Linked DNA regions of Mus musculus: regions 2, 3 and 4 are each linked to region 1. A link is a contact called in public promoter capture Hi-C data. All regions are on one chromosome and are shown on one strand. Each heading gives the region's core, a stretch centred on a gene start, on an enhancer-like site or on the middle of the called end of the contact. The rest is flanking DNA. Distances are from core to core; before and after follow the strand shown. Region 1 holds the start of Rnf10 (ring finger protein 10). Region 2 holds the start of Ube3b (ubiquitin protein ligase E3B). Region 3 holds the start of Fam222a (family with sequence similarity 222, member A). Region 4 holds the start of Gltp (glycolipid transfer protein).

Region 1 (6,511 bases), core at 1,488-3,987:
AAGCTTTGGCCTACTGCTCACTGAACAATAAATAAAGCATTTATTGCAGCTGACTCATGCAAGAATGTTTTATTGACTTAGGGAGGGCCCTAAAAAATTTAAGTTGAGAACTCTTGGAGAACCAAAGCTTAGCATTACCTCTACAAGCAAGGCTGAAGTCATCCATTACTCTGAGAAACCCTCAGACCTCTCTCCAACAACAGCCAAGATTTACAATAAAACTACACATGTGCAAAACTCCAGAATCAGTTTATACGGTTCAGAGGCGAGTTACACTAACACCTGCTTAGACAGTAAAGCACTGGTACATCACAGCGAAAACTGGTCCCTACCCAAGTTACACAGGCAACTTCTACACATCCTCAGGTAGACCTGGTAATGGAGTTTGTCATACCCTACAGATAAACTCTCAGTCAGTAAGCCTTATAATTTTAGTGCTTTTTTTTTTTTTTTTTGCTCTTTAATTTGAGGGGGGTGGGGGGATGCTAAGGATCAAACCCAGGGCCTTGCATATTCTAGGCAAGGTCTCTACCACTGACCCATACCGTCCAGCTCTTTGAATCTTAGACTGTCAGCTCAAAGCTCCCCATCTGTCACACATGCTCTCTCTCACAAAAACACACTGCGGAATCCAAACAAAGTTACTTGCACATACATCTTTGCACTAAATACATCCAGTGATGTTTGGCACTGGAAAACTACGGGGTGTGCTCTTCCAGGAGACCCCCTCTCCCACTCCCAGTGTTACTAAGTCTCCTGGAGTTCTTTGTGTAGGGTTCAGGTTCCTAGGCTCCTCCCCACGCTCAGGTTCACTGGTGGATATGCATAGAACTCATACACATGCTTGCTGACATGTATATGCACATGCATACAGATGTGTGAAAGAAGGACATGAAGGAGATTAGCGGAAGGTTACACAGGAAGCTTTGGAGGGAGGAAAGAGAAGGAGAAACATTGTAATTAAACCACAATCTGAAACTTGGCTGTGTCTGAGATTTTGGAGGTGCTTGAGAAGCAGAGGCAGGTGGATCTCTGAGTTCAAGGCCAGCCTGGTCTATAGAGTGAGTTTCAGGACAGGCAAGGATGCAAAGAGAAACTTGTCTCGAAAAACCAAAAGACTGATTGAAAAAAAAATTACTATCTCAAAAATACTGCCAACATGGTAAAAGTTTAAAAGAGATTTGTACACAGCTCTGACACAAGATGGAGAATGCTGGACTCGGGATTCTGCCATCTCCTAATCCACAGCCTAGTTTATTCTCTGCGGTGGAATAACTCCTGGCTAGACAGGTTAAACGATTAGAGTAGTGCTATCACACCTAAAAGCCTACCCGTGTGCTTTGTGCATAATCAGTAAGTAGTATTATTATATTATTATAATAATATCATTATTATTATGTTATAGTAATACTAAGAAGCCTGACTACACACATCACTCTCTCTCTCACACACACACACACACACACACACACACACACCATGAAAGCCAAGCCCATATAACCTACCGCACACAAACAGGCATAATATTTAGGCAAAAAGTTGTCAAGTACTCTAAGCGCTTAGCCCATTTACTTAATAGTGTGTATTAGCAAACTCAAGGACTGAACCTAAATGAACTGAATGCAGGGTCTGCATGCTTTACTATCACGCCGAGCAACGCCATCCCAACATGAGTCCTCTTAAACAGAGGAGCAGACCCGGTGCCAGATTTAAGTCTGAAAATCCTCGGGCCTCACCCTCTCTTATTCAAACTTGAATGCCACCCAAAGCTAATCCGACACTAGAAGAGAAAACAAAGTCAATTGTTTTAGAGCCTGGACCGACGGTGAGTCACACAAAGCCAGGTCTTGAGGCCTTCTGTGAGGTGCTTGCCACCTGGATGACCTTAACCCTTTCCAAAATCTCAGATCCCTCATCTGCAAAATGGGGCTAAGAATAGCGCCTACTTCAGCCAGCTGTTTTGAATATGAATGCAAGGGCCCAAATTAACCACGCAGCGCAGATCGGCTTAACCGTAAATACTGGATGTCAGTGCAAGCGGAAGGTGGGTCGTTTGTCCCTCCTCCCCCAAGTGACCCGGCAGACCCGCCGGCTCTTACCACTCTTGGGTTTAGACTCGCCGGCCGGCCCCGCCGAGGCGGAGCGGGGCGGCTGTTGCCCTTTGCTGCTGCCCGAGGAGGCGGAGGAGCTGTTGGAGCCGCTGTTCTTGTCCATGTCGGAGGCGGTGGCGGCGGCGCTGGGGGAGCTCTGCGGCATCAAAGGGGGCCTCGGCGGCGACGGCGGTCGGAGCGGAGCGGGCGCGGCGGGGACCCAGGCTCATGGCGTTCAGGGCCGGCGGGGGTCGGCGGCGGCAGCGGTTCTCGGCCTTCATGGCGACATTTTTCCTTGTTTCCTTCCTCAGCTTCTCAAAATGGAAGGAGAAGCGGCAAGGTGGGGTTGTGGGGCCCAGAGGCGGCGGTGACCGAAGAGGAGGACGAGGACGAGGAGGAGGAGGAGGAGGAGGCCGGGGCTCGGAGGTCCGGGCCGGGCCTGGCGGGGCAGAGGCTGCGGGGGAAAGGGAGGCGCGGGAGGGTCGCGAGCCCCGCCGGCCGGCCGGACACGCTCTCCCGCCGCGGGGCAGGAGAGAGGGCTGGCTGTCTCGGTGCCGGGGACCGGGGTCTCCGACACAGCGACCGACACTCGCCTCTGGGCCGAGGCCGAGCTGCTCCGGGAATGGCGACGAGTCGCCAAACAGCATCTCCAAGAACCCGGATGGACTATTTATATAGTTGCCAGGCGGGCGTGGTGCATTCTGGGAAGTGTAGTCTTTTACCTACATCCGGGTCCTAGGGGAGGGACCGCTTGTGCCTGCCAATGCTTTTTTTCTCTCTTCCCTGTTCGAGGTTTCTTTTCCTTCCCGCCTCCCTAGCGGGTTCCTTCTTTTTGAGACAATGTTTCATTTTGTAGTCCTAACGGGACCTGAACTCTTTGTGTGCAACAGTCTGGCTTCCAATTCACAGATATTCCTCGCCAGTGCTTGGATTTTTTTCTTTTTTTAAAAAAAAGATGTGTGGGTGTCTGGCCTCCTACAATACCAAGCAAACACGTGGTATACAGACATACTCATATAGACAAAACACCCATACACAAAATTTTTTAGAAAACCAAGTGGAGTGTGATGGCCCACCTGCAATTCCGGTGCACCGGAGACAAGAGATCTGGAAATTCCCAGAACAAACTGGCTAGCCAGACTAGCTCAAATGGTGAGTCTACCTAGCCATTCTGTGAAGAATGTGGAGAGTCTTGGAGGAAAACACTCAATGGCAGCCTCAGAACTCCATGTACACCTGTGCATACGTGTAAGATTTTTCATACACGTATGCATGCCACATTCATATATAAAGATCGGTAAGAAGCAACATTCGAAACACCAACAAAGAGAAACAACATAGTACAGTTAAGTAAGGAGATGCTAATCAAACACGTTTCAATAGAAAAGCATCCCAGCTTGAGAGGGATAAAAGAGGACTTCTTAGAAATGCTGTGTCATGTGACACACACAGGACGAATGGAATTTGGGGGGGGGGGGCTGTTAGGGATCAAATCCAGAGCTCCATGCTCACAATCTAGTTTTCTACCTCTAAGCTACTACCTCATCTAGCCGATGAGTGGAATTTTAGCAATCGTGTATGTAGGAGAACTAGAGTGGCTCATGCCTGTATCACTAATACTCAAGAAGCAGAGACAGAAGACGGATGCCAGTGGTGCACATCTTTAATCTCAGCACTCAGGAGGCAGATGCAGGTGGATCTCTGAGTTCAAGGCCAGCCTGGTCTACAGAGCAAGTTTCAGGTCAGCTGGGGCTACACAGAAAAACCTTGTCTCAAAAAAATAAATAAATAAACAGAGACAGGAAGTGCAGAGTGTAAGGCTAGCATGTGCTACATAGTGAGACCATGTTCCTTATAAGAGAGAAAAAGAATAAAAGCAGACAGTGTAGTGTAGTCACAGGGCCCTTGCATGGGCAAAGTTCTGATTTGATCCTCAGTATCATAAATGGGAAAGGAACAAGAATGTGCGGGCCAAGCCAGGCAGTGGTGGCGCACACCTTTAATCCCAGCACTTGGGAGGCAGAGGCAGGGCAAAAAAGAAAGAAAAGAAAAGAAAAAAAGAAAGAAAGAAAAATGAAAAAAGCAGGAGTCAGACTCTTATTTGGTTCCTTATTATCATATAGTATATGAGATATTATTTAGTATGGAAGGAATCAGTTTAAAATGACATGGAGATCCATAGAACTATAACTTGGGGGGGAGGGGTTTGCTAGAGAGATGGCTCGGAGGTTAAGAGCACTGAATGCTTTTCCAGAGGTCCTAAACTCAATTCCAAATCACAAACATGGTGGCTCACAACCATCTGTAAGGTGATCCACTGCCCTCTTCTGGTGTGTCTGAAGATAGCTACAGTGTACTCACATATATAAAATAAATAAATCCATTTTTAAAAAGGAACTATAATTTTTCAGTTTTTTGGTTGTTATTTTATTTTTGTGTTTACACATGTTTTACCAGCTAGTATGTCTGTGCCATGTGTCTCTAGATACCAGAAGAGAGGATTGTATACCCCAGCACTGGAATTAAAGCACCATATAGGCTCTGGGAATCAAACCCAGGTCCTCTGGAAGAGTAGCTAGTGTTCTTAATTGCTGAGCTATCTCACCTGAAAGGACTCTGGCTAGCCTGAGTGTGGTGAGCATGGCTCTGGCAAGCCCTGCCTTCTCTCCCTATTCCTTCTGCCTTTCTAAAAACCATGAAATTATCTTCCTAAAGCTAGCCCCCAAGGTCTGTTTCCTTATTTGGCCACATCCTGCTCCTGAGGCTGACTACCAAGGTCCAGCTATCAAAGTATTGAAGTGAAGAAATCAGAAGCCTCCTTTGGCTCAGCTAATTAACATGCCCACGCCCACTTAAAGTTAAAGGCCTCATCCTAACATGGGGTTTTCCCTTTTACCTTTATAAACTGCTATTTTCTTTTTCTTTTCTTTTTCTTTTTTATTTTTACTTTTTTTTTTTTTTTTTTTTTTTTTGGGTTTTCGACCTAGGGTTTCTTTGTGTAGCCCTGGCTGGCCTGGAACTCACTCTGTAGACCTGGCTGGCCTCAAACTCAGAAATCTGCTTGCCTCTGCCTCCCAAGTGCTGGGATTAAGGCCTGTGCCATCACTGCCAGGCATCTGCTATTTTCCTATGAGCCATGTCTGTCTCCTCTCTATCCAGAGGCAAGGCTTCTTCCTATGGGACAAATGCCCCTCCCCCTCTTTCCTGTTCCCTTCATCTTCTCCCTCTTCCTCTATCTCCTTCCTATCTTTGTCCCTTATCCCTGCCCTCTCTCCCTCTGGAGGAAATAATCTCCTTTGAAAATTGAGAACTTGGTCTTGGGGGTCCTGAGTGATACTTTTCCTTTCATCACTGGCCCCAAGGAGTTTGTTTTTGTTTGTTTTTGACAGGATCTCACTTTTTAGTCCTGGGTGACCTGGAACTCTCTATAGAACCAGTCTAATCTCAGACTTACAAAGATCCACCTGCTTGTGTCTCCTGAATATGCTGTAATTAATGGTGTATACCGCTATAACCAGTAAAAACTTTTTTTATTGTTGCATTTATTTTTTGTTTGTTTCCTCTCTCTCTCTCTCTCTCTCTCTCTCTCTCTCTCTCTCTCTCTCTCTCTCTCTCGTGTGTTTGTGTGTGCGCGTGTGCGTGTGCGCGCGCGCGCACGCGCATATGGGAAGAGTATATACCATGGTTCACATGTACAGTAAGAGGATAACTTGTGGAAGTCAGTTCTCTCCTACCAGGATGAAATTCAGGTTGTTTCAGGTTGGCAGGAAACACTCAGAGCTATCACACGGCGGCCTACAAGTATCCTTTAAAAAGATTCCCCTGTAACGAGGCTGGAGAGAAGCGCAGTGGTCAAGAGCGCTTGTTCCTTTGGCTGTCGGGATTTGGTTACCAGCATCCTCTTCGGGTGGCTCACAACCACTCCTAGTTCCAGTTTCAGGTGTCTGGCGCCCCCTTCTGGCCTCCGAGGGCACCAGATACGCATGGAATCATTTAGCATACATGCAGGCCAAACACTCATACACTAAACTAAAAGTAAACACCCTGGCTGCTGTGCGGGAGCACGCCTTTAATCCCAGCACTAAGGAGGCAGAGATAGGTGGATCTGGATCTCTGAGTTCGAAGCCACCCTGGGTTCCACGACAGCCAGGGATACCCAGAGAAACCCCTGCCTGGAAGAGACACAAAACAAAACAAAACAAAACAAAACAAAACAAAACAAAACGGACAAGGAAGTTGTAGAGGGCACTTCAGGGGGAAAGTTTTTTTGTTTTTTGGATTTTTATTTTATTTGTTGTTGGTTTGGTTCTTTTGGTATTTTTTTTTCTGAGACAGCGTGTCTGCTATGAAGCTCTGACTGTCCTGGAACTCACTCTGTAGATCAGGTTGGCGCCATACGCCACCTGTCTCTGCCTTCTGAG
Region 2 (6,511 bases), core at 2,898-5,397, 890 kb before region 1:
CGGCATGAATAGCGCTCAAGGGTTTCCCGTACTTCTGGCCCCTCTACTCTCTGTCCTCCCAACCCTGTGGTGGGACATCACAGTTGGAGAACCTGCATCACAGCCCTGCAGAGCAGAGCAGAAAGAATGGTCCCTGCAAGGAAGGGTTTCCTCAAACAAGTGTGTGTGTGTGTGTGTGTGGGGGGGGGGGTGTTCTAAAGCTCACCTGGAGTTCTCCTGGAATCTATGGCATGGTGCCAAAGAGGAAAGCAGAATATCAAACGCACGCACACACACACTCTCTCTCTCATTCACTCACTGTATTAGCAGTCATGACCAAACACATCCTCCAGAGATACTGTCCACGGGTGGCAGGATATTCTAGGAAGAAAGCATTTCCCAAAACTTTGATGACCTGGGGGCAAAAGAAAGGCTCACTGGTGTGTTTGTGTGTGGTGGGGTGGGGGTGGGAGGGGGGGAGGCGGGAAGGATATCCACCCCAAACTGTAAATACTTTTCCATGTTCTTTTTAGATACAAACTTGTAAAGTACACGCACACACAAGACATCTAGACATACACATATGTGCATATGTATTACCTATGGTACAGTCTAGCATCTTCATGGTACCTGGTACAATACAGGACATAGATACAGCTGTGTACGTTTGTGTAGACACTCGGCATATAATAAATCATTCTTTCTGTGTACAGATGGCTGGATTTTAAAGAACTTGTGCATCTGCGCAGCCTCACTCTAAGTAGGGCAGAGAGCACTGACACACTCTCTCTCTCTCTCTATATATATATATATATATGCCCATGCCCCTGACCACTTAATCTCTACCACTCTGGGACAGCATCCACAGTGTGGAGGCAGCGTTGGTCATCTCTATTCTATGGCTCACAGAGGGTCAGCGAAAAGCAAGCAAAGCATGTGGCCAAGGCCTGCCCGGCCCTGGGTTGTTTGTGATGCTTGGCATATTTAGAGCTATGACATGGAAGTCAAGATAGAACAGTTCCGTCTCATTGAAAGAAAAAAGGTGAAAGATAAGCAGTGTGTAGTTCAGGTGTTTCCAGACCCATGTTCAAGGCCCCAACTCGGCCACACACACTGGCGCAGGGACACGGTGGGCAAGATCCCCGAATGTATCCCAGCTATCAGACACTGGCCCTCCCTCCTTGTTGCAAGCAGCCGGGTGGACACAAAGCACTCAGCACAGCCCAGGCCGGCCAAACACTCAGCAGGAAACACTGCTGTTGTGATTATCTGAGTCTTAAGTCGTCTCCTCTTTGGAGACTGTCTCCAACTATGAATAACTGAAGGCATGGAGGATCAGGATGGAGCCTGAGACACCAGGTGAAGCAATGAAAGCCTGGAGACTTTCCTGAGTCCCACACCCTGGGCAGCCTGGTGCCTGGCACCAGGATAGACCCTTGGAGGGCAGGTTCTGGCTCCACTCACATCCTGGGCTGTGATGGTGACCTGGGGTCACAGAGCAGTCGCCTGCCACTGCCTTCCCCACAGAGACACTGTCCTCCTGCAGGCCGACTTCATGAGTAACTGGGGGGGGGGGGGGGGGGGCTGTGTGTGCAGGAGAGCAAACTTGGTACCAGTGAAAGGGTGAGTCAGTGACAAGTTTGTTCTGGTGGGACGGGTGAATCTAAGTTTCTTTCCGGACTGTTGCCCACTAAATAAATGGTGGCTCCACCTGGCCATACACTGGAAACCCAGAGGAGCTTTTAAAAGACAGTAATGTCTGCGTCCTACACACACACATTCCTCTGTTATCAGCCTTCCGGGTGTGGCCCAGGGAACTTTTTTTTTTTAATTTCCCCAGCTGGTTCTAATGTGCAGTCAACATGACAAGCCTCTGTTCTAAATGGTTCTGTACCCCTTCATTCGGCTATAATTAGCTCTGTGGTCTTGAAGAAGCTCTCTAACAAACCTCATACTCTGTTGGCCCAGTGATTTCCTGACCCGCATATAAAAACAAACCAAAACATCACAAATAAAAGTCTCACTTCACAGCGATTGAAAAAAAAAACCCACAACAAAATAAAAGTCTCACTTCACAGCGATTGAAAAAAAAAAAACCCACAACAAAATCGGCCAAAAGAGAGAATTGTTGACTGTCTTGTTGGAAAGCCAGACAAAAAAGACAGGGGAAAACAAACAAAACCTAGAAAATACTAACTCCCTGCAGACTGTCTCCTGAAAGCTGAGGGAAACAAGCCGATGGTGGAGCCAACCTGGACTGCAGTTTCAGGCCGCCACTTTCTGTGCAAGGTTCACAAGAGCTATTGAACCTAAGTCTCAGTTTCCTCCTTTGTAAAACAGACTGTTAAAGCCAGAACCTTCCAAATACTGTCTCCCCCCACCCTCACCCTGCCCCTGCCCCAAGAACAGAGTCAAAGCCCGGCCCACCTCCTCCTCCTCCCTCAGGCTCCCTTCCACTCCTGAACTCCTCAAGACTTGGTGTTCTCAACTGGAGATATTAGAGTCACCAGAGCTTCCAAGACACTGCTGCCTGCCTGCCTGCCTGCCTGCCTGCCTGCCTGCCTGCCTGCCTGCCTGCCTGCCTGCCTGCCTGCCTGCCTGCCTGGGCGGAGACCCCAGGCCAGCAAGGAGTGCTGCTGCCTGCAATTTGGGATTAAAAGGCTCTTTCAGGTGATTCCGATACAAAGGAGGATTAGACAATCTGTTTATCTAGTAGCCTTGGAGATCTGAAGGGAGCTCTTCCGGGCGGGTTGCTTAAGGGGTATTATGCAAGGAGGCTAAACTAACCTGAGGTCTCTGCTACAGGGCTACTGCGTGAAGCAAACGAAGTTAAAGGAGGCCAAAAACTAAAGCCCCACACTTTTTTCTAGGATAGTCACCCCCCCCCCCCCAGTTCTCCTGCTTTTGAGAACTTCTCCAAACAGTCTCAATGAGGATGTTGTCAATCCTGCTTACTAGGGAAGCTAGGTATTAGAATCTGGTTTCAAACGCCCTCCATTTCACAGCCCAAATCCTTAGTGACACACAGAGACTGTAAAAATACATCGGTGAGCCCAGACTATCCTGTTGTTAACTAGTTCCCAGGTTAGCCCCAGGGGACCAGTTGGTGGTCTACCGGTGCTGCTGGCCGCCTTCTACCAATGTGTGTGTCTCTTGTTTTATACCAAATAGAGCTTGACCAAAGCCAGACACAGGCCGAGTCATCTGTCTTCAGTTTGGGACTGATCTTGTGAGTGAGTGGCAGACAAAGAAGACCTGGGTTAATAGTCCACCCGCCCCCCATCCCCACCCAAGGACAAAGAACCATTCAAGGGACAGACCCTAGAGAATCTCAAGTAAACCGAAACCATCCCATAACGCAGACAGCAACAGCTGACATCCTGGGACTCCCGAGGTGTGGTCACCTAGGGCCTCAAGGGAAGTGATTAGGTAGGTATCCAGGTGCCACTTGAGGCCAGACTCTGTGGTCAGGGTACCCCGACCTCAGACATGTCTCCTTAGAATTACTGTTACCAGTCATCTCGCTCCAGACTTGTGGGTTCAGAGACGCCCCCTCCCTCTCTTGCCTGGAACCCCACCTTACTCAAGGCACAGCCTCCCAGAGGCCAGACTTTGCTCGATTCCAAGGGTACACGCTCGCCCCTCTCCACACGCCCTCGAACCCTCGTTCGTTCCCCACCCCGAGCGTCGGTCTCGATGCCTCCGCCGCCGTCTCTTTGTCCCGACGATCTCCCACGTCCCATCGCCCATCAGCACTCCAGGCTCGCCGCCCAGCGCCACCACCGCCCGCAGGACCAGCCGCCCCTTCGCAGATCCCCACCACCACCACCCCGACCACGGCTCCTTTCATTTGAAGCCCTTCCCCCGCTCCGGACCTCGCCCGCACGCGCTACTCAGCGCCCCACCGCTCCCGCTCAGCCTCGTCGCCACCCTCGCCCGCCCCGAAGCTCCCCGACGGCGGCCACCGCCCTCACCATGAAAAGTCGGAGGACGCCGGAGTCTCCAAATCCGGACTGAGAGGCAGGAAACACCCAGCTCGCTCAATGCAGGGGGCGGAGGCGGGGCCGGGGCGGGCACTTCCGGCGTCCGTCCACACCCCACTTCCGCCCCGCAGAGGGACTCTTCTTAAAGCGTTCCCCCCCACCCCCCACCCCCGTAAGCCCTAGATGGGGGGAACTCTTTTTATCAACCGTTCCCGCCTCCCCTTGGCCGAGTCAGGCGTTTAGTCCCACTTCTGGATGTTTGTTTCTCCTTTCCGTCTGCTAAAGAAGATGACAAGAGGAAAGGAGTCCTCACCTCCTCCATGGGCAAAGAAGCAGTGCGGAACTGTTGTTTCCCGGAACTGAATAATTGCTTGCTTCCCAAGAGGTGTTCGGAGCACAACACCCGGGGCAAGATGGCGGCCGGGCTTCGGCCGCTGCCCCGGGGCTGGCGGACCTCGGGGGGATCGGGCTAAGGCGGCGGTCGCTGCGGCCCGGACCCCGAGTGCGGGGCCTCGAACGGATAAAGATCTCCGGACTGCGGGTAGCGAGTGGGGACAGGATGGGCGCTTCTCTGGGCGGCGGGGCCAGGGACGGAGGGAGGCTATCTGGGGGGCCGAGTCTTGGTTTGAGTGAAGTCGGAGGAGGGACTGGCTTGCGGGCTTCGGGGATCTCCTTGTCCCCCTTCCATTGATTTCCGTGCCGAGGCGACTGGCCTTGCCAGCCAACTGATTGTGGGCGAGACGGACTTGTTCTTGTGGTTGTTGATGTCGGTGCCTGTGAGAGGCGTCGGGCCTCCGGATCACCCCAAGTGGAATTCGAGCCCAGTGCTGTCGCTCGCTGTGTGACCTTGGGTGAATCTAGTCCCATCTCTGACCCTCAGTTTCCTCCTCTGTAAATAGAGTAATTAGATTGTTTTACGGAGATTATTTTAGAATACGTTTTAGTGTGGTTCCTGACGGCTCTTGATCAAAAGCTGGAAAAACTGGATCGTATTTTGACTTAAGCCTAGCTAGCCTCACAGGGTGCCTGGCATTCTCAACTTCTCTTTGTGGTGCCTTTCTGTGTGTGTGATTCCTGAACCTTGCCTTTTTGACTTGCCGATAAGTAATTCCTTTGGGAATTCAAAGTCAGGGACGGTGGGTGAGGACACTGGCGAGTTATGTGCCCTCTGCATTTCGTTTCCCCATCTGGATAGGCTGTAGCTGTCTAAGAGCAATAGTTTGGCTTATTAATGGTTTCTTTAAGAGCTGTTGTCTTATCTTAGGCTTTTAAAATTGGGGTGTTGTAGCCTCACAGGATAGGCTTCCAAAGGGAGGCCTAGTTAAATAGATCTACAATGTCTGTTACATGGTCTACACTTAGATGGTGGCCCTTAGGCCTGGGAAACTAGCGACTTCTACCATAAAAGAAAGTCGCTCAGCAACTTGTGTTTATTTTTACTTCACAGTCTGGACTCCTGTGCGACATGTTGTGCTTCTTGAAGTTAGTCTCAACCAAATAGGTTGGTTGTAAGCAAGTTGCCTGGGGACGTAGAAGTAATGCAGAGTCTTGTCTGTTAGCGTTGAAAGCTTGGCTCTGCGGCTTACTAAATGTATAACCCAGACCAAGGGAGGCGAGATTTGATTGTCTCATCATGTTGCTGCTCTTATTGGATGAGACACTTAGGCGAACTGCGTCCCTCCTTACCGACTGATTGCTTTCTGATTTCTCTACCTAGAGCACTCTTACTTCCCTAAACCAGGTTCTCAGCTTTGTAAGGACAGTGCAGTAAGGCTTCCTTAGGTGTGATGAGCGTTTCCAAGTGCCAGCTATCAATATTTTCCCATTCCTCATCTCAATACTATAGTGACTAGATTAGGGTTAAGAATGGCAAGTGTTCCATGCAATCCTTAACAACCCTAAAATTGAATATTGTTATTATCCCAGGAACCTGGGACCCAGAGTGCTCATGGGACAGTGCTGTGAGGTAGAGTCGGGATGAACAAGGTCTGAGGCTCCTTCTCTCTGACTTGAAGGCCTCTCTAGTTACAGTCTTTGTCTTGTTTCTCTGTGGCCCTCAGGGGAAGAACTTGATGCCCAAGGGTGCATCTGATTTGATTCATGAGCTGTGTAAGTGGAAAAGCGACAGGAAAGAATGAAGAAACCCACAAAGCTTAGCTACTGTGCAGTGCAAGCAGAAGCCAGTGTGTATGCTCTTAGATGGGGATAGTTTTGGGAAAGGGATCAAATCCCAAGAGGTCCTGAGAGAAGTGAGAGCTCTGAGGGAGTCACAAGTGCTGGGTCCCGTTTTCATGCAGTCATTGTGTTTCCACTGGGAGGAGGGGCCCTCTCCTGCTCCTGGGTCCTGCCTACCACGGAGGATCTCTCTCTCTCTCTCTTTTTTTAAGATTTATTTTTTAATTTTTAAGTATATGTGTGGTTTTCATGCATGCATGCATACGTGTATGTATGTATGTATGTGCATTCACTATGTCCATGCCTGGTACCCATGACCGGAAGAGGGTATTGGATCCTTTAGAACTGTGGGTGCTAGAAGCCAAACCCTGATT
Region 3 (6,511 bases), core at 1,406-3,905, 700 kb before region 1:
TTCACAGTGCTGATCTGAGACCCGAAACAGGGCCAGCTTCTGCCCCAGATAAGGAGTGTGTGGCCTACTTGGGCCTGCCCTGGAGGTCCCTTGCCAGTGCCTCTTCCAGGTTCTAGTTAGCGGTTGTTCTGCTCTCTGCTCGGCTCCTGAAAGTAGGCTAAGGCCTGATTGCAATCCACACAAAACCCTGGATGCGCTCACCAGCCCTCTAGGATGGAGGACCACCACTAAACACTTGCTGAGTGCATCTGGTGCTCTCTCTTGCCCCCCCCCCCACAACGGCCAGATACAGAGGAGATTAAGATATGTCTTCTCATTTTACAGACACCAAGCCTTGAAGATAAACGGCCAAGGTCAACCGCAGGCAAGGTTCTGGGAGGACGCCAGGCATCACTAAGATAAAGCCTGAGATCACTAAGCATCCCTAAGATAAAGCCCCTAAAGGGGCTGGATGGGGGTGTCTTGGAGGCTGGATGGGGGTGTCTGATTGATGTTTTACGTTTCTGCAGGGATCCTGAAGTTCTGTCTGGAAAGCTGGGTGTTCAACTTCTTTTGTGGCATACATTTTTTTTAATTCAGTTTTTCAAGACAGGGTTTCTCTGTGTAGCCCTGGCTGTCCTGGAACTCACTCTGTAGACCAGGCTGGCCTCGAACTCAGAAATCCACCTGCCTCTACCTCCCAAGTGCTGGGATTCAAGGCATGTGACACTACTGCCCAGTCTTGTGACAGACATTTTAACAGTTTAGGAATCTGTGTCTCCCAGGGTTCAGTTTCCCTGTCTGCTACCTGTGGGCTGTCAGGCAAGTAAGAATGGAAACACCTACTTAGTTTTAGGTGATACTGTGCCTCAGTTTCCCTACCTGTTAAATGGACGACAAACCGGAGCCTTACCAGGTATGGTGGCTTGTGGTCATATTTTCTGCACTCTGGAGGCTGAGGCAGGAGGATGGCTTGAAGCTAGGAGTTTGAGACCAACAGGAGCAACATAGAAAATACTAAGTGCCTGACTCCCGCGGTCAATGTATACATCTGTGGGATGGAGCTGACCAAGGATTCAGCATGTGGTTTGTGTTCCACAGATCTCAGCGCTGATGCCCAAAACTCCACCACCATCCCCAGTCGCTCCGTGGAAAAGGCAATCGGGAAGCTTCACGTCTTAGTTTTGTCCGTAAACTGAGAACAAGTGTCAAATATCAGTGTTCTCCTCTGTAAAATGTAGGCCATAAAGCCAATCTCACAGTTTTGAAAAATTTAAGTGTAGTATGCACTTTGCTCTGTGTGTGTGTGTGTTTAGGTTGTCCCAAGGTTTGATGTTGGGTCTTGCAAACCGCACCCTTTACCATTTGGTGTCACCCCAACCTATTTTTACTATCTTTAACACACTCCTCATAGGGCCTGTTCCAAGAGTAAACGGAATAATGCATAGTACCTACCCTCAAACAGGTACTCAGTGAATAGGATTACCTGCTTTCAACCCTTTAGGTCTTCGACAAAGGGACTACAACAACCAGCATGCCTTGCCCTTCCAATCGGGACTCCTTCGCCTGTTTTAGGCTCGCAGCAAGCCGGGAGTTGTAGTCCTCTAGGAGCAGGACCCGCCTCATCCCCGCTTGGGGAAAAAGGTTGGAGAGCCGCCCTGCCGGCCTTTGAATTTTGCCGCGAAAAGCGCGCGTGGCGGCCCCCAGCCCCGCCTCGCGGAGGACGCGGCGCCGCGTCACCGTGGTAACCGCCTCTCGGCTGCAGCTGATTGGGCCGTAACGCGGGGGGCGGACCGGGGGTGAGACGCAGCGGCAGGAGCGGGCGCCCGCGCCTGTCAGTCGTGCCGGAGCGGAGCAGCGGGCAGCATTGCCGGGCCGGCAGCTCTGCGAAGAGGCTGCGCGCGCCGGCCAGGCCGGGCGAAGAGCCGGGCCCGAGGCTAGGCGAGGGTGCTGGGCAGCGCGAGGTTGCGGCTCCGGGAGCCCCGCGAACCGTCCCGGGCCACGGGCACGGGAGAGACCTGTGCGCCGACCGCTGCTGCGGCGCTCGAGCACCATACCGGGTGCACGGCTCTCCATCCCCGAGTCTGCCCTGCGCCTGCTGGATCTGCTGGTCCTCAGCGCCAAGGCCCGCGAGGCTACATCCCAGTCTCTGCCGCTCGCTGCGGCTGCCACTGCCGCTGCTCGCCGGCTTCCCCTCCCCCCACACCCGGAGCTCGGAGCAGGAGGAGGAGGGGCCGGCTCATTCTCGGCGCTGCTCTCTGCAACCTGCGGGGGCCGGTGCACGCCGGGCGAGGAGCCCGGGCCGCTGCAGGTGCGTGCAACCCTCCGAGGAGACGGACTCTCCACCTCTGAGCAAAGCCGGGAGCTGCAAGCCGAGGGCGGGAGGGCAAGCGAGAGGAAGCAACAAAGACAGGCTGCAGCTGGGGCTGGCGAGAGGGGCCGCGGCCGCCGGCCTCCCAGCGCGGACGGAGAGGGCGCCCTGGGAGAGGCGCGGGCAGAGCTGCAGCGGTGAGCCGGGCCCCGAAGGGAGGCGCAGCGCCTCCCGCCGGACGTATGGAGCACAGTCTCCTGCGAGGATGCGCCGCCTGAGCGCGCGAGCGGCCGGGGTCCCAGGCGGACGCGACGGGTACTGAGAGGGGGGAAAAAAAAACCTTTTTCCGACTTCGGACGGCGCTTCCGGACGCAGGGATCGCCCTCACCGACGGCTCCCCTTTCCATACGAAGAAAGACATCGGCCCCCTAAGGGGGCCTTTCTCCAGCAATCTTTATCACCCCTGCATGGCCGCAACCCGCAGATCGGAGCGTCGTGGCCTCTGAGATTTGGTGCCCTTCGTCCGACTGCCTGATACGGTGAGTTGCGGGGTGCAGAATTTTGGGTTTGAGCTGGGGACAGCTCCTCGCAACCTGGCAACCTGGACTGGCCCTAAAAGGGCCCTAGGTTGTTGGGTGCCCAGAGACAGCAATGCTACTTGTCCACCCTTGTCCTGCCCACACAACTTATTTGGACTGGCTGGAGTGGAGATTGTGGACCCTCGTGGGTATTCTACTGACATCGGTATTTGTCAGAGGAAAGGCACCCCACCCATGAAGCTAACAAAGGTGGTGGCCCTGTCCTCTGGAGATTCTTAGGGAATCTTGTACTTTTGTAAAGATTGATTGGGGGCAGCCAGGGTTGGCCAGCATGGAGGGGGTCTACAAAACCACCTTTGGGATCTTAAAGAGACAGAGCTCAGAGACAGGGAGTCCCAAAACTTCATGTCTGAGGATGGTGTCTTTCCAGGCAAGACATTTGTGTGTCTATTGTTACAAATAACTCACAAAGACAGCATGTTCCAATGGGCTGCATGTGACATCACTGCCCGACCTTTGATGTCACCAGAATTGTGACAACACAGCTGGCTTTGAGTGGAGCCAGAATGGCCAAGGCCGAATGCCTTGGTGTAGTAGAAGGTGAAGGCCAACTCCCTGTCCTCCCCGGCCGCAATCTTATGACCTAAATCCCCACTCGAGGTGGGGGAGGGAGGCAGGCAGTGCCAGCTGTCCCTGCCCCTGAGGACAGGTGTTCAGAACTCTGCCTATGTCTCCTGCAGTGTCTGGAGTCTCCCAGACTCCCAAACAGAGCAACCTCTTACTTTTAAGCAGGATGCTTAAAAGGAGGTCCCCATGAACCCTACCATGTACCCAGCCAGCAACTGGAGTTCCCAGGGTCCCCAGAAAAATGTGGGCTTCAGCCTTCAAACAGGCTTCTCTTGAAAAGGTGAATGTCCTGCCTGAGCCAGAGAGAGAGGGGAGCCAGGACCTTCCTGGTGTGTGTGTGTGTGTCTGTCTGTCTGTCTGTCTGTCTGTCTGTGTAAGTTCAGGGAACTCCCCTGCTCTTCAAGGTAAGGGGCCATGGTCCAGCTGGGACTCCTGCCTTAGCTGTTCCCCTTCTGTCATTTAAGATGACTTTGACAAGCAGTGTAATAGATGCTCATTAAGCAAATACCAGGCCAGGGGGGATAGGTGGAGATGCTGAGAGCCCTCCTCTCCCCACCGAACTCTGGCAGCAGCCCTGTACAGTATGGAGCCCAGAGAGCTCCCAAGCCACAGCCTGCTTACTCTCATTTGCCCATCCCAGCAATCACTGCCAGGGCCAGATAGGGGGTAAAATAGCCACAGTCAAGTTTCTAGGGGAAAGATTGAAGACGCTGGCATTGTTGCTCCCATGGGGGGGGGGGGCGGGGACGACAGGTGAGACAGGGTTTCTCTACAGACCATTTTTACAGCCTCCTCCCAGGCTCTTCCATTAACAGGTCAATAAATACCGGGGTGGGGGGGGGAGGCCACTTTGGAGGTTTGGTGGGGTGATCCTGTTTCCAGCTGAAGGGTTTCTTTACACGCAAGCTTCCAAGGACAGCCAGCGGCACAACAGCAGATTGGGGGTGGAGTGGAGAGGGGAGGCTGTGGGCACAGGGCTGTTTGCCCGGCCTCTCTCAACACTTCCCAGCTTAGAAACAAACTTGGAGTGTGCGCCAGAGATACACACACACACACACACACACACACACACACACACACACAAACACGCGGTTGGAGGCCCTCTGTGGAGTATTTACAGTCCCTCAGCCAAGGCAGAGGGAAAGGCTGTCAGAGTTGGGCAACTCCTTCTGTTCCTTTCCCTCTGCTCCCTGGGCTTGGCAGTGAGCGCCAGACGGGGGGGGGGGGGGGAGCGGTGTGTGTGGGGAGTTGCCAGCTTACCCGGCGTCTTCCAGAGCGCCAGGCATTTTGCGGCATCTCAGCTGCTTCTCAGGAGTGGATTGTGCTGTGACCCATTTTGTGGATGAGAAACCCAAGGCTCAAGTCAAAGAAGTGATGATGCGCAGCCAGGCAGCTCCAGTGGGTTGGCCTCGGTGCTCCCCCCACCCCATTCAGAATCTCCAGGACTTGGGCATAGGGGAGGCACCCCTGTCCTAGGACGGTTTCCTGGGTGAACTGAACACAGTGGTAACTTCTGCCAGGCCTTGTGAGTCCAGCCTGTTCCCTTATACCTGCTAGGCTCCTATCTGTAGCCCTGGGGGGGGGGGGGTTATATAGCATGAAACCCACCTGCCAGAGATAGTGAAAAAGCCAGCCTTCTTCATGTGAGATGGCCCTGGGCTACTCAGAGCCCCTGGCAGGCTCTCCTGGTGGAAGACAGGTTTATAGATGGTAACAGAACTTTAATGGGTGGCGATCCTGACCTAGGGGCAGGTGGGGGTGGGGGGGTGGGGCGGGGCGGATAGAAGAGCAACACACCGGATGAGTAGTTCAGAGCTGTCTGAGGGTTGAATGGGGCAGGGTGGCACTGAGGTGTTTGTTCTGTGTCCTGGAGTCTCATGTGACAGGGCAGGTGTATGAACCATTCCTGCAGCATATTCCTAAGCCCCGCCCCCTCCCAATGCTCCCATCACTGGCACTTAACCAGTGCCCCGACCAGTTGCTCTAAACCAGGTATAGGCCCTGTCCAGCTTGATGCCTTTGGTGAGAAACTTGAAGCTCCCCTTCCCCGGGGGTGGGGGTGGGGGCAGGCTTATTGCCGAGACTGGAATGGTTGGGTCTGGGACCGACTGCTGTGTGATCGCATTGCTTGGCTTTGAGTCTGAGCCTCGGTTTCCTTATCTGTCAGAAGGAGCTACAAGCAGGGGCGTGGTGAGGATTCTGTGAGGGCTTAGCACAGGCCAGAGCCTACAGTAAGTGTTCCATAAATGTAGTTTCTACCTGCTATTAGCATAATCCTCAGCTCTCCCAGTGTCTCAGAGCCCAATGCTGAAGACCGGGTTTCTAGGCTAGGGTAGGGTCCCCAGCCTTCCAGCGCCTCTGCAAGGGGGCTCCCACGTGGTGAGCCTACAGGGGGAGCACACGTGGCTCCCATCTGAGTACCAGGGGCCGGGCCTGACCAGGGCGTCCTCCCCAACCTCCCTCCTGCCCACTCTTGCTTTGCCAACCCTCCCAGTCAGAGAAAGCAGGCAAGCAGCTCGTATTCATGAACCGTAATTCAATCAGGCAGCGATTCCTTGGGGCTGGGCGGGGGCGAGAACGAGAAGGCGCGCACAAAAGGGCCGCTTTATTACCTCCCGCGGGCCGGGAATTGCTGCTCTCCCCCAGCACCGGCCGGAGCCGCCTTTATTGTGTTAACCCATTTGCGTGTCAAGAGCTATTGTGCGCTTTCTCGCCGCCGGTGCGGTGCGGCTGAGGGAGGAGGGCTGCGCTGCCGGCCGGTCACCTCCGCGGGCGCCGCCCGCCGCCCTGATTGGTTGCTAAGCGATTTGCATCCAAGGTAATCACTTTTATCTCAGAAGGATGTCGACTATAATTATAAGCTACTGACATCTTTTGAAATCTGCCTAATGACTATTTTAGTCTGCCCGGGCTGGGGGTGGGGAGGGGGATTCTGCGAAGGGATGGAGGCTGTCGGGGGTGTGTGGGCATTCCTTCCACCTGGACCACTGATTGCTTAGTTGAGAAACAGCTGAGTGCCTGCTGCCAGCCTCAGACAAAAGGCAAACCTAGACTG
Region 4 (6,511 bases), core at 2,311-4,810, 580 kb before region 1:
TCCCAGGACACACCCTGAGGTACTAAGGGACGTGGTTGTCCTGACAGGTCCAAAGCCTTCCTGCCCTTGGATCCAGCAAGTTCACTTCTAAAACTGAGAAATACCCAAAGAACTGTTCAGAGAACTACACCTAGAGACGCTGGCAGTAAGTAGTACTGTCTACCGCAGTGATAAGTAAGAAGCGATGTGCCTGGCCAAGGGAGGGGAGGGCTAAATCATGGTCACCATTCGAGCGTAGAGCCTGAGCCACTCTGGGGATGAGCAGAGACTCAGGAGACAGGCTCCCTGTGTCGTTAGATGGAAACAGACGGAGGAAGACGAGTCTACAAAGGACATGATTCCGAAGCAACAGCAGAGGGCTGCTCTTTAAAAATCCTACTTCAAAAGACTGTGAGATGCTGTCTTAGGGTTTTACTGCTGTGAACAGACACCATGACCCAGGCAACTCTTACAAAGGACATTATTTAATCGAGACTGGGTTACAGGTTCAGAGGTTCAGTCCATTATCATCAAGGCAGGAACATGGCAGCATCCAGACAGGCATGGTGTAGGAGGAGCTGAGAGTTCTATATCTTCATCTGAAGGCTGTTAGCAGAAGCCTGGCTTCCAGGAAGCTAGGATGAAGGTCTTATAGCCCACATCCACAGTGACACACCTATCCCAACAAGGCCACACCCACTCAACAAGGCCACACCCACCCTAACAAGGCCACACCTACTCAAAAGGGTCACACCTACCCCAATAAGGCCACACTTACTCCAACAAGGCCACACTTCCACCACAGATGCCAAGAGTGTAGCTCACATCTGTGATCCTAGCAGTTTGCAAGCAGAGGCAGGAAAATTGTGTTTGAGACCAGCCTGGAACAGTGAGTTCCAGGCCAGAGTGAAATCTTATCTCAAAAACAAAACAAAACAAGAAAGCAAAAAAACAAAAAAATAAAAATAAACAAAACAAAACAAAACAAAACATTAAGTTCCTAAAACCAAGTACTGGATACATGCCTATACACCTGCAACTCAGAAACTGTGGCCAGCCCATGCTGCACAGTGAATTCTAGGCCAGCCTGAGCTACAAAACCCGGGCTTCAAATCAGACAATATCTGTGAAAGAATGAAGTGAACGAATTGATCTGTACCAGATCCTTGGTCCCTCATAAGTGCTCAATAAATGCCATCATTGAGGCTTACTGTGATTTGAGAACATGTTTCCACAATTACCTCAGACTCCTTGTGGCCACCACTCCAGACCAGATGTAGTTCAGGGCCACACACACTGTGCCCAGCTCATCCAAGTGACTGGGGACACCCCAAAGATCTAGACCGAGTCCCCACCTGAGCGCTGACAGTGGCGAACCCTCCTGGAGCCTGAGTCTACGGGAGAGCGCTCCACCCAGGAAGAGCACATTGAGAGTGTTTTCTTTGGTAAGAGCGCCAAGAATGACCGTCTGTGCTGAACAGTACATGGCTATGGGGTGACCTGTGCCAGTTAACCCTTCACAGTCCAACTCCACTGAAGCGTCTGTCTAAATGGTGCTCTGTCCACAGCTGTGACACCCCACAGCCCAGGATGGCAGCGAAGACAAGGGTCCTTTGAGACCAGAAACAAGGAGCGAGCGAGGGTGACTCGTCTGCCTTAGCTTCAGCTGCCTCCTTCCATCTCTTCCCAAACCAGCCGGACATTTAGGCACTAGGGGTGCCCCCAAGTGCAGCCATGCCACGTTGGTGAGGGACAGGGAAGTCATGCCACCACCACTGTGGAGCTGCTGATGGGTTGCAGCACCCTTTTGTGGCTTATGTATTGAGGGGCATTGTACCCAGAGGGTGCTCTGTAGCATTCTGCTCCACCCCTCAACGACAAAGAACAAAACCATCTCCACAGACAAGCAGATACTGCCCCCCCACCCCCTCTAAGGAACAAAACTGCCATCCCTTGAGAAGCACTGGCTCCAGCAGATTACGAACCCAGGACAGGCTGGCTCGAACTAGCAACTACTCAGAAAGCCAAGGGCACAGAAGACATAGTGTTGTCGGGGCTGGGAGGTGACTCAGCAGGTCACTGTGGAGCCCCATGACCTGAGTTTGGTTCCCAGAACCCATATTGTGGAAGGAGAGAACAAACTTCCGAAAACGGTCCTCCAGCCCCCGCCTGTCTGTCCCCCCCCCCATGCCAACACACACAAATAAATATATTTTTAAAAACAACATAATGCTGTCATAAAAACCAAAGCTAACGCCAACAGCTCCCTCTCTCTGGAGATGCAATCTGATCTACAGCTGAGATACAGGCGAAAAAAAGCAGGTCTTAGGCATGCCACGGGTTGACAGAGCACCCACTGGGCAGTGCTGGAGCTTTCTCAGCCTCTGAGAAAGCCTGAGACCTGCTCTCGGGATGCTCCTCCAGGCTGGCGCATTGGGCCCGAAACTAGATTCAAGAACTTCACACAAGTTCCTTTCCACAGCTAACACCCACCCTTCACAGGCTCTCATTTAGTCCCCACCCCCAAACCTGCCATTTCACAGATAGGGACTCCAAGACACAGATCTACATGGCCACACACGCCCTATCCCCACCAGGGGTTGAGTGGGTGCCAGACCTCCTCAGGCTAAGGCGGTTTCAAGGCTCTGTCCAAGTATTTCAACTGGACTCTGTACCCGGGAGCTGGTGTCATCCTGCAAAGTCACCAAGTGAGCTAGCAGGGTAGGGCGCTGGGAGCGTCCCCACCAAGAAGAAAGCTGGGCTCAGGTAGCAGCACCCTCTGTGAACCGCAAGGCAAAGGGCAGGGCAGGAGGCATTAGTTTTCCTTCCACTTTACAACAAGGTCTTAGGCTGGAGGAGGGGCGGGGAGAGAACGCGCCTGAAAGTGGCTTGGGGACTCATTCCAGCGCTCCTGGGAGGTGCTTCAACTTGACATATGGAAGACCGGACTTTTTCCTTTTCGAAAGGGGGTGGGGATCCGAGCTAAGCACCCTGCAGCTGACATCACCCCCACAATCCAGCCCCCTTTCCCAGATGGGGGAAACCCTTTTCATGACTTCCTCTAAAAAGGGCCCTTGAGTTTTGCAGCTCCATCTTCAAGTCCTTGGAGGTGGTGGGGTGGGATGGGGGTGTTCTTTGGTCTGGGATGGGAAGAGGCTGGGGTGGGGGGTAGGGCTTATCGTTCAGAGTGAGGGTGGGGGAGAATTGAGAACCATTCTGAAGGGGGCGGAAAATGAAGCCGGGGATGAAGATGTTAGGCGCAGCCGGAGGGCTGATGAAGCATGCCCACGGTGCAATAGCAAGCGGTGTTTGGGTGCAATGGATGACAGGGAGTTAAGGGCCCGGGTGCATCTGAGGAAGAGGGATCTGGGCAGGTGAGGAGGACTGGCAAAGCCCGGGACTCACCAAAGAAGGGCGGCAGGTGAGCCACAGCCTCCAGGAAGGGCCCGGTCTCGATCTGCCGGTCTGCGGGCAGCGGCTTGAGCAGGTGCTCGGCCAGCAGCGCCATTTCGGGGTCGAGGCCCTTGGTGATGCCCCAGCCCGCGCCGAGGGCGTCCGCGCCCGGGCTGTCGCCGCCCGCCGCCTCCCGGGACGCCAGCGTCGCCACTTCCGCCCGCGCCTCGCAGCGAGCGCCGAGCGCCGCCCGCAGGCCGGAGCCATGGAGCACTCGGCCCCGCCCCTCAGGGGCTCTGCCAATGGGCGCCCACCGCCGCGCCCTTCCGACCAATCGAAGCCCGCCGCCCCCGCAGCCGCCGCGCCATTGGTCTGGAGGCGGGGCTTAGCGGAAGCGCGGGCGTCTTGCACCTGGTGAGCCGCGCCCAGGTTGGGATGCTCTGGCCGGGTTTACAGCTCAAACCCTGACGGGGCCTTGTTTCCCAATCCAGGGTCCTCCAAAGTGCCAGGTTCGCGCCCCACAGCCTACACCCCGGCTCACCTCAGCCACAATGCAGCCTAGCTGCTGCGTCCTGAAACACAGAGCTCAGTGTGTTTAGGGAACACTCCCTAATTCCATGGAGAGATAACAGCCCAAATTCCAAGTGGAGAGCCTGGTACTCCGCCCACACTGAGTATTCAGTAATCCTACTCTGCACTGCTGCTGCTCCGTACTGTGATGGTCACGGAGGATAGAGTGACCATGGCGCTTAAGCAAAGCCTTAAATTGAGGGAGCCGGAGAGCTGTGAGCGGTGCACGGGAAGGGCGAGCAGGGGCTGGGAGTAATTTGGGCAGTGGTGGCGCACGCCTTTAATCCCAGCACTCGGGAGGCAGAGGCAGGTGGATTTCTGAGTTCCAGGACAGCCTGGTCTACAGAGTGAGTTCCAGGACAGCCAGGGATACACAGAGAAACCCTGTTTCGAAAACCAAAAAATAAAGGAAGGAAGGGAGGGAAGAAGGGAGGGAGGGAGGGAGGGAGGGAGGGAGGGAGGGAGGAAGGAAGGAAGGAAGGAAGGAAGGAAGGAAGGAAGGAAGGAAGGAAATTAGTTGTGGTTCATAGTAAGGGCAGTGAGAAGATGTCTAGGGGCCAGAAAAGCATATACTAAATCTTGTTAAATGATTTTAATTTACCCTTTCAGGAGGCAGATGGCAGAAAGATTGACCCAAACTACAGGCATGACCCCAAGAAGTCGCGGGCGGGGAAAGATCCGACCGTCCTTATCTCTTGCATGCCCAGTCACGTTAGATCTCCTACTGATAGGTGCCCAAGCCACCAATTTCAGCTTGTTCCCACCCCACCCAGACTCCCCGCCTCGGGCATCCCAAGATGCAATCTTCCTACAACAGCCTCCCCAGTGTCCCAGCTCTGCCAGAACCCCACCCACCTTTGGGAAGACTCCCTAATTCCATGGAGAGATAACAGCCTGCACTGGGGCCTCTGGCTTCAGAGAGAATCCTGATGGCTCAACCTGCTCCATTCCAGCTGAGACACTCAGAAACCACATGTGACTCGACACAAGAAAGATGGATCTTTTAGATAGTAGCTTGGTGTCCTGAGACAGGTCTTGAAAGTTCACCCATCCATTCATCCTTCCCTTTCTTCATCTCCCCATCCCTCCCTCTCTGCCTCCACCCGTCCATCCACCCGTTTGTCCATCCACCCGTTCGTCCATCCACCCGTTCCTCTACTCATCAGAAAGCACTTGCTCTAGAGTTGACTCCTTTTTTGTTTGTTTGCTTGGGGTTTTTTTTGTTTGTTTGTTTTTGTTTTTTTGAGACAGGGTTTCTCTGTGTAGCCCTGGTTGTCCTGGAACTCACTTTGTAGACCAGGCTGGCCTCAAACTCAGAAATCTGCCTGCCTCTGCCTCCCAAGTGCTGGGGTTAAAGGCCTGCGCCATCAAGCCTGGTTTAGTTCTATTTTTCTTGAGACGGGTATTATTGTATGTTACACTGGAACCCCTGCACATCCCCTACACAAGCTGAGAAACCCCATCTTTCCTCCTTCCTCCAACCCCTCCCACCCAGATGAAACTCCCCCTCTACCCTGTCCCCCCATGCCCCACGCCTGCTTGGAAAAAGCTCAGGGCTAATATCTCTCCATCTCTCCATTTCCACCAACCTACCCAAGAGTGCCCGCCCAGGGGCTCAGTTTCTGACCATGTATGATCACCATCAGAGCTCCTAACTGGTGGTCATCACTCCTCATCTAGGTGATATAAAACCCCCTTGCTTTATCCTGGATGTGTGACTTCACTAACCTGGGAGATGGGTGAACCCACTGAGAGTTGCCTCCTAAACCTGCCTCTATCTGCTTTTAACCTGGTCTAATGTGGCCTAGACCTGCATCCCTGAGGGAGAGAAAATGCCCATCACTGTATAGCCAAGGCTAGCCTAGAATTGGCTCTATAACTCAGGCTGGCTTCAAACTCCAGGCAAATCTTGCCACAGCTTCTAAAACTTCTAAAACCATTTTAAAAAAACAAACAACCAAACAAACAAAAACTAAACAAAACAACAACAAAACCCCATGATCTTAAATTCTTGAAAACATTGCAACTCCCATACAAAAACCGGGCCACTGAAATCAGCTAAACACTCTGATGCTCATTCTCTCCAAACAAAGATGTTCCAGAAAGCCATGGTTTGCCCACCAGCAGGAAACTAATAGCATTGATCAGCCTCAATTCGCCTTTGTGTCTAGGACCCCAGTCCTGGTTTCATGCAGTATGGTTGCCTGATCTCTTAGGTCCATCAGTCTGGAACATTCCTCAGTCTTTCTCGAAATCCCATGACCAACACTTTTGAAAAGGACAGTTAAGCTAAAGAGGGGCTGTCTGACGTTTTCCATGCAGATCACAGGTCCTGTGTCTCACAACACAACAGCAGCGTGCTGTGTCCCCTCGCTGTAACCCTGCAGATGACACATGTGTGGTTTCAGTGGTCCTATATTGAAGTTGTTGGTGTGATATGGTCTCCCTGTAGAGATCAGGCTGACCTCAAACCCACAGAGATCTGCCTGTGTCTGCCTTCTGAGTGCTGGGCTCACAGCTACGTGCCACCGTAAAGGGCTCAGATCTTAACTTCATTCGAATAAGGTCC

The links. Promoter capture Hi-C pulls out the DNA fragments that hold promoters and counts their contacts.
Region 2: a promoter capture Hi-C map of liver shows a contact between it and region 1, with 4 times the contacts expected there. The contact joins the promoter of Ube3b here to the promoter of Rnf10 in region 1. A contact is called at or near these places in 5 of 39 promoter capture datasets (the 3T3-L1 cell line, erythroid cells, liver and 1 more), 1 of 115 datasets of contacts at active chromatin or transcription factors (epiblast stem cells) and 1 of 9 other capture datasets (liver).
Region 3: a promoter capture Hi-C map of pre-B cells shows a contact between it and region 1, with 4 times the contacts expected there. The contact joins the promoter of Fam222a here to the promoter of Rnf10 in region 1. A contact is called at or near these places in 4 of 39 promoter capture datasets (the HPC-7 cell line, liver and pre-B cells) and 2 of 115 datasets of contacts at active chromatin or transcription factors (bone marrow-derived macrophages and pancreatic cancer cells).
Region 4: a contact with region 1 is called in a promoter capture Hi-C map of pre-B cells, with 4 times the contacts expected there. The contact joins the promoter of Gltp here to the promoter of Rnf10 in region 1. A contact is called at or near these places in 6 of 39 promoter capture datasets (the 3T3-L1 cell line, embryonic stem cells, liver and 2 more), 5 of 115 datasets of contacts at active chromatin or transcription factors (bone marrow-derived macrophages, embryonic stem cells, large pre-B cells and 1 more) and 1 of 9 other capture datasets (macrophages).

What each region holds. Positions count from the first base shown.
Region 1 is chr5:115,270,158-115,276,668 of GRCm38.p6, forward strand. It overlaps Rnf10 (ring finger protein 10), which reads right to left and starts at 2,738. Exons shown (of 17, transcript NM_016698.2): 1 at 2,100-2,738. The coding sequence starts at 2,256.
Region 2 is chr5:114,376,473-114,382,983 of GRCm38.p6, forward strand. Ube3b (ubiquitin protein ligase E3B) reads left to right here and starts at 4,148. Exons shown (of 28, transcript NM_054093.3): 1 at 4,148-4,503. Kctd10 (potassium channel tetramerisation domain containing 10) reads right to left here and starts at 4,033. Exons shown (of 7, transcript NM_026145.4): 1 at 3,954-4,033. The coding sequence starts at 3,956.
Region 3 is chr5:114,565,596-114,572,106 of GRCm38.p6, forward strand. It overlaps Fam222a (family with sequence similarity 222, member A), which reads left to right and starts at 2,656. Exons shown (of 3, transcript NM_001004180.1): 1 at 2,656-2,829.
Region 4 is chr5:114,687,375-114,693,885 of GRCm38.p6, forward strand. Gltp (glycolipid transfer protein) reads right to left here and starts at 3,561. Exons shown (of 5, transcript NM_019821.2): 1 at 3,385-3,561. The coding sequence starts at 3,487.